Linked DNA regions of Mus musculus: region 2 is linked to region 1. A link is a contact called in public Micro-C data. All regions are on one chromosome and are shown on one strand. Each heading gives the region's core, a stretch centred on a gene start, on an enhancer-like site or on the middle of the called end of the contact. The rest is flanking DNA. Distances are from core to core; before and after follow the strand shown. Region 1 holds the start of Slc22a7 (solute carrier family 22 (organic anion transporter), member 7). Region 2 holds the start of Gnmt (glycine N-methyltransferase).

Region 1 (4,197 bases), core at 1,250-3,749:
AGATATCTTCCAAGATGTCCATAGTTTTTCTTTTATTTTCTTTCCTCTTTTTTTTTTCCAGGCAGGAACTTACATAACCCAGACTGCCTTTAAATTTCATTGTGTAGCTGAGCATGACCTAGAACTTCTGACTGTTATGCCTCTGCCTCCTGAGTATTGTGGATAGAGGTATGCACCATCGCCACTGTCTACTAAGTACTGGAGATAAACCCAGGGCTTTGTGTATGGCAGGCAAGCACCAACTGAACCAATCCCCAGCCTGTCTCTTGGTCTTCTTGTTCTTTGTTTGTTTGTTTCTATTATTTTTAGTTGTGTGGGTGTGGGTTTGGATGTATGTATCTGTGTTCGGGTGTGTCTGTGTGTGTCTGTGTATCTGCCTGTGTGTGTTTCTCTGTCTGGGTGTTTAGATGTATGTATCAATGTTTGGGTGTGTCTGTTTCTATGTCTGTGTCTGTGCCTAGGTGTATATCAGTGTCTGTGTATGTGCCTATGTCTGTGTGTCTTTGAGTATGCCTATGAGTATATGAGTGTGTGTGTGTGTGTGTGTGTGTGTTTGGGTGTATGTATCTGTGTTTGGGTGTGTCTGTGTCTATGTGTGTGTCTCTGTCTATGCCTATGTGTGTTATCTGTGTCTGTGTCTCTGTGTGTCTTTGAGTATGAGTGTGCGTATGTATGTGTGGCCCACAGGAGCTAGAGGTGTCTGATCTCTGAGAGCTGGACTTACATATCTCCTCCAGAAGAGCAGCGTATGCTAACAGCTGAGCCGTCTCTCCAGCCCCCACTTTTGCATCTTAGTCTCTAACTAACCGCACAGCTGCTCGCCATTCTCACCAGATGCTAATGATGCCCGGAACACATGGCAGAGTGGCAGCTAGCAGAAGCCACCGCCAGCTCCGTATCAGGTACCCAACCAGGGTCAGCAGCAGCACCCCTCCTGTCCAGAAGGTGGTGCTGATGACCCCAGCCACAGTGCGGTGCTCCACATCCAGCCACTCTAACTCTGGGGACAGAGAGACCATTAGCAGGGGCCAAATGGACCCATCTTCCTCCACCCCCCCACCCCACCCCACCCCCGCAGCCTCCCTCCAGGCCTCGCCTCACCCAACGGAAGTACAATGATGGTAAAACCAGCCAGGGCTGAGCCGGTGAGCATGCGGGTGGTGACAAACATGATGTAGTTGACCGAGGCTGCAGACATCAGGCCCAGCGCCAGGGTGCTCACGTAGGCCACCAGCAGAAGCCGGCGCCGGCCAAACCTGCCAAGGGCCATGCGAGGTCAGGTCCCCACAGGGATGCCCAGATACAGGTGATGAGGCCTGTCCCCAACACCGGTCCCTTATTTCACCTGTCAGACAAGTATCCGTACACCACAGCCCCCAGCAGCACGCCGATGAAGAAGCACGTGGATGTAACTTTGTTCAGGCCTCTCTGCTGACACACCAGATCCCACTGCAGAGACAGGCGGGTAAGTTGTCGGATCTGTAAGAGCCCCTCTCCAGCCACGATGTCCCTCCTCTCCAGACTCCCAGGCAGCCCTGACCGTTTCAGAAGATTCCCCCATCCCTAGCTATCAACCTCAGCACTAGAAAGGGAAGACTTTGCCTCTCCCTAGTCCTAGAGCTCAGTGCTTTCCCACAGAGGTCCATCACGGCCACCAAGGAATCCTGTTGTCTCTCCGCAGGGAGACTCCACCCACCCTTCCTCTCGGGATGACTCAGGTAAATCTCAGACCTGGGACAGGAATGAGGCAGAGGGGAGAAAAGGATGGAGGCTTCCACAGTTTCTCTATCTTTTACTACAGAGATGTCCTTTTCAGCCTCTGTTCCAACTCCCTGGAGCTGCCTTAGCCCTTGGGTAAATTATAGTAAACGAACTGAACCCAGCTTTAAAGCTACAGGCTGGTCTCCACACGGGAATGAAAGTCCTTAGAGTGCAAGAAGGTTCTCTCCGGTCCCCTGCCCCCAAGGTAATGGCTGGCTCAACCCACTCACATATCCCGCACCCTCTGGGCTTGGGTACCTCAGTTGCAATGGTGGAAGAGAATTCTGAGCGGTCGTACTCCCAGCCCTGGGAGCAGGGCACTGTGAGGGGCTCACCCTCAGGCTCCCCAGAGTTGTACACCTCTGTTCCCAAGGTGACATTGGGAAGAGCCTGGGGATAGGCAAAGCGGAGGCAGGAACTAAAGCTGCCGTCAGTCTCCCGGGGTAGATGGGTTTTCAGCCACAAGTCCTGGTGACTGAGGTTGGCTGGGGCATCAGGCAGGGCACAATGATGGGCAGGCACAGCAGCCATGAAGATGGGCAGGAGAAAATGCATCGGGAGCAGGAATCGGGGCAGGGCCAGCAGCACCAGATTCCGCAGTTGGAAAGGCCCAAAGCCACCCACCTTGTGCAGCAGCTCTTCGAAGCCCATGCCCTCCACCCACCAGGTGTGCCTCTATAGTACCTAGGATCGGTCAACCTGCTTGCTACATGTGCCCTTGGACTCTGGAGGTGGGAATAGTTGTACTGATGAGTGCAGAGTCTGTAGCCAGAATCCAGCCCCCCAGAGGCTGGCCCAGACCTGGGCCCTCCCACATCATCTACACATCAATGGATCCTACCTAAGGGGAAAGGCCACCATTCCTCAGAGGTCCTGGTGTACTCTGGCCTTTACACATTGGAGCTCAGAGAACAGGTAGCAGAGCCAAGGGCTGGCATAGGAGGGCAGCCAGGTGTGGATTGAGTGAGGCCTGAGCTACTGATTAGACCTTCAGGGCTATGTAAGGTAAACAGGTCCCCTGGGTATAGTGCCTGCTGTCCTGGGTAGCCTTTGTCCTGTGAAACTTTAGGTCAGCCAGCCTTGTCTATTTGCAAGCACAGCACAGTTTGACTCACAGCCCAGGACTCAGGATGAGGGCTGGACTCCCCTTGGGTAAGGGAGCCTCTGATAAACCCCAAACTTTCCCCATAGCCCTTGGCCATGTCTGGAATGGACGCCCTAACCTAAGTGACCTCTGAGGTGACCTCTGAGACTGTGCTGGCCCTGTGTGGGGGTCTCAGGAATTTTCTTTTTTCTTTCTTTCTTTCTTTTTTTTTTTTTTAAAAAGATTTATTTATTTATTATATGTAAATACACTGTAGCTATCTTTCAGACACTCCAGAAGAGGGCACCAGATCTTGTTATGGATGGTTGTGAGCCACCATGTGGTTGCTGGGAATGGAACTCAGGGCCTTCGGAAGAGCAGTCGGTGCTCTTAACCGCTGAGCCATCTCTCCAGCCCAGGAATTTTCATCTGCAGTCCAGTCTGCCTCTTTAAGAGCATCCTGGATGACGTTTCCCAGGGTTGCAAAGAAGAACCTGGAAGGTTAGGGAAGGCCCGAGGCTTCTGCGGGGCTAAGTGCCAGCAAATGAGTGCATGGTGATTGGTGGGGAGGGGCGTCTCTGTGGATGACCAGAAGGTTCGCTCTACAACTGATTGTGGTGCCGGTGCCGTCATGCTGAGTTGTATAATTTGAGTTGAAAATTATGTAACAGTTGCATAAATTATAGAACAACAAAATAACTTTTTTTTTTTTTGCATTTCTGAGAAAATTTTATTGGCTTTTTGGAAAAAGTTGATTTTCCAGGAAGGATGATCCCATCGTACTTCTGCTGGAACCAGCGCGTGGCCTCCTCCTTGCTGATTCTGTGTTTGGCCCCAATGCAGCCTGTTCTGCGCTTCTTGTCTGCGATGCTGAACCCTGGCCTACCCAGTACCTCATAGAAGTCCAGGCCGTAGATCCCAATGCTTGGGTCGTATTTGATGCCCAGGTCAATGTGTTCCTGAAGTCCAAAACCAAAGTTTCCAGTATCCGAGAAGTTATTTTTCCACAACTCATACTCCCGCACCTTCAGACCTTTCTCCAGAATTTCCTCTGCCTTGGCTCCGCGGACTGTGCAGTGAACGGCAATCTTCTCATTTCTCCGGATGCCAAAGGACCTGACAGTGTATCTAGCTTTGGAGAACACCGGGGTCTGGCCTGTGAGCTGCTCCAACACCTTGGCTGCCCGGGTCAGTCTGTCTCCGCAGATATTGAGGCAGAGCTTGCGGATGCGCGGTTCCCGCAAGGGGTTCTCCTTTTCCCCTTGATCTTGCGCCATGGTGGAGAACAGGAAGCACAAAATAACTTTTAAAAGGTGGAGGAGGGGCAGGGAAGATGGCTCAGATGGTACAGG
Region 2 (4,197 bases), core at 915-3,414, 290 kb after region 1:
AGCATAAAAACCGCTGGTAATGCAGCCCAGTGATCAAGGGTCTACTTGGCATGCCCAAGTTCAATGCCTAGCACCATAAATACAACAAACTTGCTCTTACCAGCCGGAATCCTACTCTGATGCCAAAGCCTTCCTTTTTAGGAAGTTGACAGGGACTGTACCGTGCCCTGAGGAAAAACCATTCAGCTCCACAGCAAGAGAGAGCCAGGGCAGAGAGTGACCCTGGAGGTGCATGTCTGGGGGGGCCTGGACAGACAGACTTACCCCAATTGTCAAAGGATGGCTCTTTCCTCCGGTTCCAGCGCTCCTTAAGCGCATATTTCAGCATCTTGTCGCTGGCGTCCACGCTCATCACGCTGAAGCCCTCTTCCACCAGCATGATGGAGTCCACTCTGGATGAGGTCAGAAACGGGGGACTAGAGGACCAGTCAGAGGAGCCTGGGAGGCCAAATGTGTGTGACATTTCCCCAGACATAACATTCCAGAGTCCGTTCCTCTGCTTCCTGTCCCAGGCCATCTCTACTGGTCTCAAGTGACCCATTAAGAATTTTCCTGGGGGCTGGTGAGATGGCTCAGTGGGTAAGAGCACCCGACTGCTCTTCTGAAGGTCCAGAGTTCAAATCCCAGCAACCACATGGTGGCTCACAACCATCCGTAACAAGATCTGACTCCCTCTTCTGGTGTCTGAAGACAGCTACAGTGTACTTACATATAATAATAAATAAATCTTAAAAAAAAAAAAAAAAGAATTTTCCTTATCAAGTAGCAAAAAAATTTTTTGAGAGTTTTTTTTTTTTTGTTTTTTGTTTTTTTTTTAGCCTGGTTTAAACAGTGAGTTCCAAGACAGCTGGGGCTACAAAGAGAGACTCTGTTTCAAAAAAATTTTTTTTCAAAATTTAATTTCATGTGTCGTGCCTGAATATGTGCATCATGTGCATACCTTGTGTCTGCAGACCCCAGAGAGGGTGCTGGGCACCAAATTTGGGTCCTCTGTAAGAACATGTGCCATCTCCCCAGCTGCCTCTTATTAGAAACAGGGTCTCCTAATGTAGCCCTGCAGGGCCTGGAACTCACAGAGAGCCACCTATTTAGGACTCCCTGAGTGCTGGGATTAAATATATGTGCCACTACTCCTGACATCAACACATTTTTTTTTATTTTTAATTATGTCTGTATGTGTAGTACATGTGAGTACAGTGCCCTCCACGGCCAGAAGGGAGCGCTAACCTCCCCCTGGAACGGAATTCCAGGCGATTATGAGCCACCTGATGCAGATGCTAGGCACTGAGAGCCTGTCTTCTGCCAGAGCCTAAGGGGCTCTTAGTAGTCGGACCATCTCACCGGCTCAATGGCTTTTTGTTGTTGTTTTTGTTTTTAAATCATAGTCAGGCATTCTACAAAAGTGCACTTGAGAACCTGGCATACTGGTGCTCCTGGAAATATCTCAGTCAGAGGTGTCCGTGAGTTCTGGGCTGAGTCGGGAGTGTGGGCCAGACACTATCCTGGTCTGTATCCTCTCCACCAAATGGGGGCCTTTTACCTCTTGGAAATGACTTTTTCTTTAGTACTACTGGTTGGAGAAAAGCGCTGCTCACCTCGTGGGGTTTTGTTACAGCTTGCAACACACGTACCCAAACTCCTGGCACAGCACTTGGCTGTGCAAACGTGCTACAAATGTTCTGTTCACACTGCCAGAGGCCAATCGCAGGAGGAACAGCGCCGGAGCCAAGGATCCACCTTGACCCAAAGCTCGGATTTTGCTCTGTCCCATGAATCCTTCTCTGCGCACACCCTGGCCCCTTCCCGCACTGTTTCGGCAGATGCTCTCCCATGCCCATACTACCCTGATGAGCAAGGGCTCTTGACCCCCTAGTACTGCCTGCCAGGCTCCAGCCCGCAGAGGCTGCCCAGACTGGCCTAAGCAGGCCGGCCCGTTTGGACTCACCCTGTGCCACAGGCTACGTCCAGCACCCTGTGGCACCCGTGCTGGCGCAACAGCCCAAGCAACCACGCCTTGTACTCTGCGGTACGGCTGCGGGTGTCCCCGATGTACAGCTGCCACACACGTGCGGCCTCCCCATCTGCATACTGGTCCGGGAGCCCTTCGGCCGCCACCCCCAGGGAGCGGGTACGGTACACGCTGTCCACCATCCTGACCGGCGCCTGGCTCTCAGGCCACGCGATCCGCACTTATAATCCTCTGGCAAGGCAGTCCCACCTGGCCAATGGCAGGTGAGAGCAGGGACACGCCCCTGCTGGGCCCTGGGCCCAGAGCCAGGCTTGCTGCCTCTGCCTTGAGGATGGCTCAGCACAGCAATCCTGGACCTGGCTTAGTAAGACAGGTCAGATAGGACTCGCCAGGGTGGCCGGGAGGAACTCACAAAGTAAAGCAATGAGAGATCACTCCACCCCTACCCAAGGAGGAAGGGGAAGAAGCCTGAAATCCACCCAAAACAGAATTATTACATGCCCAGCCCAGCACAGTGTCTACACAACACTGCTTATCATTTAGTGGAGGGAACACTCCGCTAAAGAGAGCCACTGTGTCGGGACATTATGAACAGTCTTTGAGAAAGATGCCCATCCAAGTACAAGAGTACACCTGGAGATAGGCGTGTCTCTCTTCCCCTCCCCCATACCAGCCAGGAGCCTCCTAAGGTAGCCTGGGCCTTCCAATCCATGGGCTTTATACTCTGCAATCTCTTAAAGGCTGGGTGTAGTAAGGTGAGACAGGAGGATTATTAGTGCTCAATGAATTAGTGAACAATGTGGGAGACATAGCAAGCCTTCCATCTGCTTTCCATGGGAGCACCTTCAGAGAGGAAAGTTGGGGGTCGGCAGGGAAGGTGCTCATGGCGCCCGCTCGGGCTAGCGTCACTGTATAACCTGAGGGTCCGTTTCGTGTTACCCGCTCACCCTTTTTACCCCACCAAGGACAAGATCCCAGCCGGGCTAAAGTCGGCTCTGGAAGATGCGTGTGAGCGACGAGAAGCCTGCCCCGCCTGCCCTGCCTGCCCACACACTTCCAACTCTGTGAACACTCGTTACGTGGAAAGAAGAGAGAAGACAGGGAGCATCCCGCCCGCCCGCCCGCCCGCCCTCCCTTCGCCTTCCCAATGCAGGGTGAACCCTGGAGATGGAAGGAGGCCCACAGTTGTGTGACTTAACCTTCTTATAGTAGGTATGGCTGTTTTGACTTCATAGATGTCAGTATGTGTCTGACGCCCGTGGAGCCCAGAATCGAGAGCTTCAGATACCCTGAACCTGCAGTTGTAGACAGTGGGGAGCCACTCGGTGGTGCTGAGGACACTGAACCCCACAGAGGACCAAGTGGTTTGTTTGGTTTGGTTTGGTTTTTGTGAGAAAGGGTTTCTCTGGCTGTCCTAGAATTCACTCTGTAAACCAGGCTGGCCTCGAACTCAGAGATCCGACTGCCTCTGCCTCCCAAGGGCTAGGGCTAAAAGCGTGCGCTACGACCCTAGCTGCAGATAGGGCTTTTAATGGCTGACCTATCTCTCCAGCCCATATTTTTTAACTTTTGTTAGCACAGCGCCAATCTCAAATGGTTCTGACCAGGCTCAGTCTTGGGGACTCAATGTCCCTACACACAGGCCTCTGACACTATGCTCAGAAAGATTCTCGAGGCTGAGTGTGATGGTGTGTGCCTGTAAGTCCTATACTTGGCAGCTGAGAACAGAAAAGCTGGAGTTCAAAGATATTCTAGGGTACATAGACTTCAAGGCAAATCTGGGCTACATCAGTCCCTGTGGAGACAAAGCAGAGAGGAGAAACTGTATTTGGGAATTTCAAGTAAATCCAATGCCACGTATCAAAGCATTTTGGGGGTAAACCTATCAATCCTAGACTTTTTTCAAATCTCATCTCAGCATCTTAAGTGGTATCTTTTATTTACTTAGGGTTTTTAAAACTGGGGAACCAGGCATGGTGGTGCATTTTGTTTGTTTGTTTGTTTTTTGAGACAAGGTTTCTCTGTATAGTCTTGGCTGGCCTTGAACTCACAGAGATCCAACTGTCTCTGCCTCCTGAGTTGCCGGGATTACAGACAAAGCGCCACCATCTAGCTAAATGTATGTCTTTAATGTCAGCACTCAGGAGGCAGAGGCAGTTGGATCTCTGTGAGTTCCTGGACAGCCAGGGCAATGTAGAAACCTTGACTCAAAAAGCAACAACAACAGG

The links. A called contact is a pair of places that touch in the nucleus more often than the background predicts.
Region 2: a contact with region 1 is called in a Micro-C map of embryonic stem cells, with 2.5 times the contacts expected there. The contact joins the promoter of Gnmt here to the promoter of Slc22a7 in region 1. A contact is called at or near these places in 4 of 484 Hi-C or Micro-C datasets (the G1E-ER4 cell line, embryonic stem cells and regulatory T cells), 1 of 115 datasets of contacts at active chromatin or transcription factors (embryonic stem cells) and 1 of 9 other capture datasets (embryonic stem cells).

Annotation. Positions count from the first base shown.
Region 1 is chr17:46,435,978-46,440,174 of GRCm38.p6, forward strand. Slc22a7 (solute carrier family 22 (organic anion transporter), member 7) reads right to left here and starts at 2,500. Exons shown (of 10, transcript NM_144856.2): 1 at 2,020-2,500; 2 at 1,346-1,449; 3 at 1,102-1,256; 4 at 832-1,000. The coding sequence starts at 2,412. It overlaps Gm36541 (a long non-coding RNA gene), which reads left to right and starts at 1,074. Exons shown (of 3, transcript XR_385613.3): 1 at 1,074-1,465; 2 at 1,682-1,718; 3 at 1,802-2,103. It also overlaps the pseudogene Gm5093.
Region 2 is chr17:46,727,001-46,731,197 of GRCm38.p6, forward strand. It overlaps Gnmt (glycine N-methyltransferase), which reads right to left and starts at 2,165. Exons shown (of 6, transcript NM_010321.1): 1 at 1,946-2,165; 2 at 265-392. The coding sequence starts at 2,151.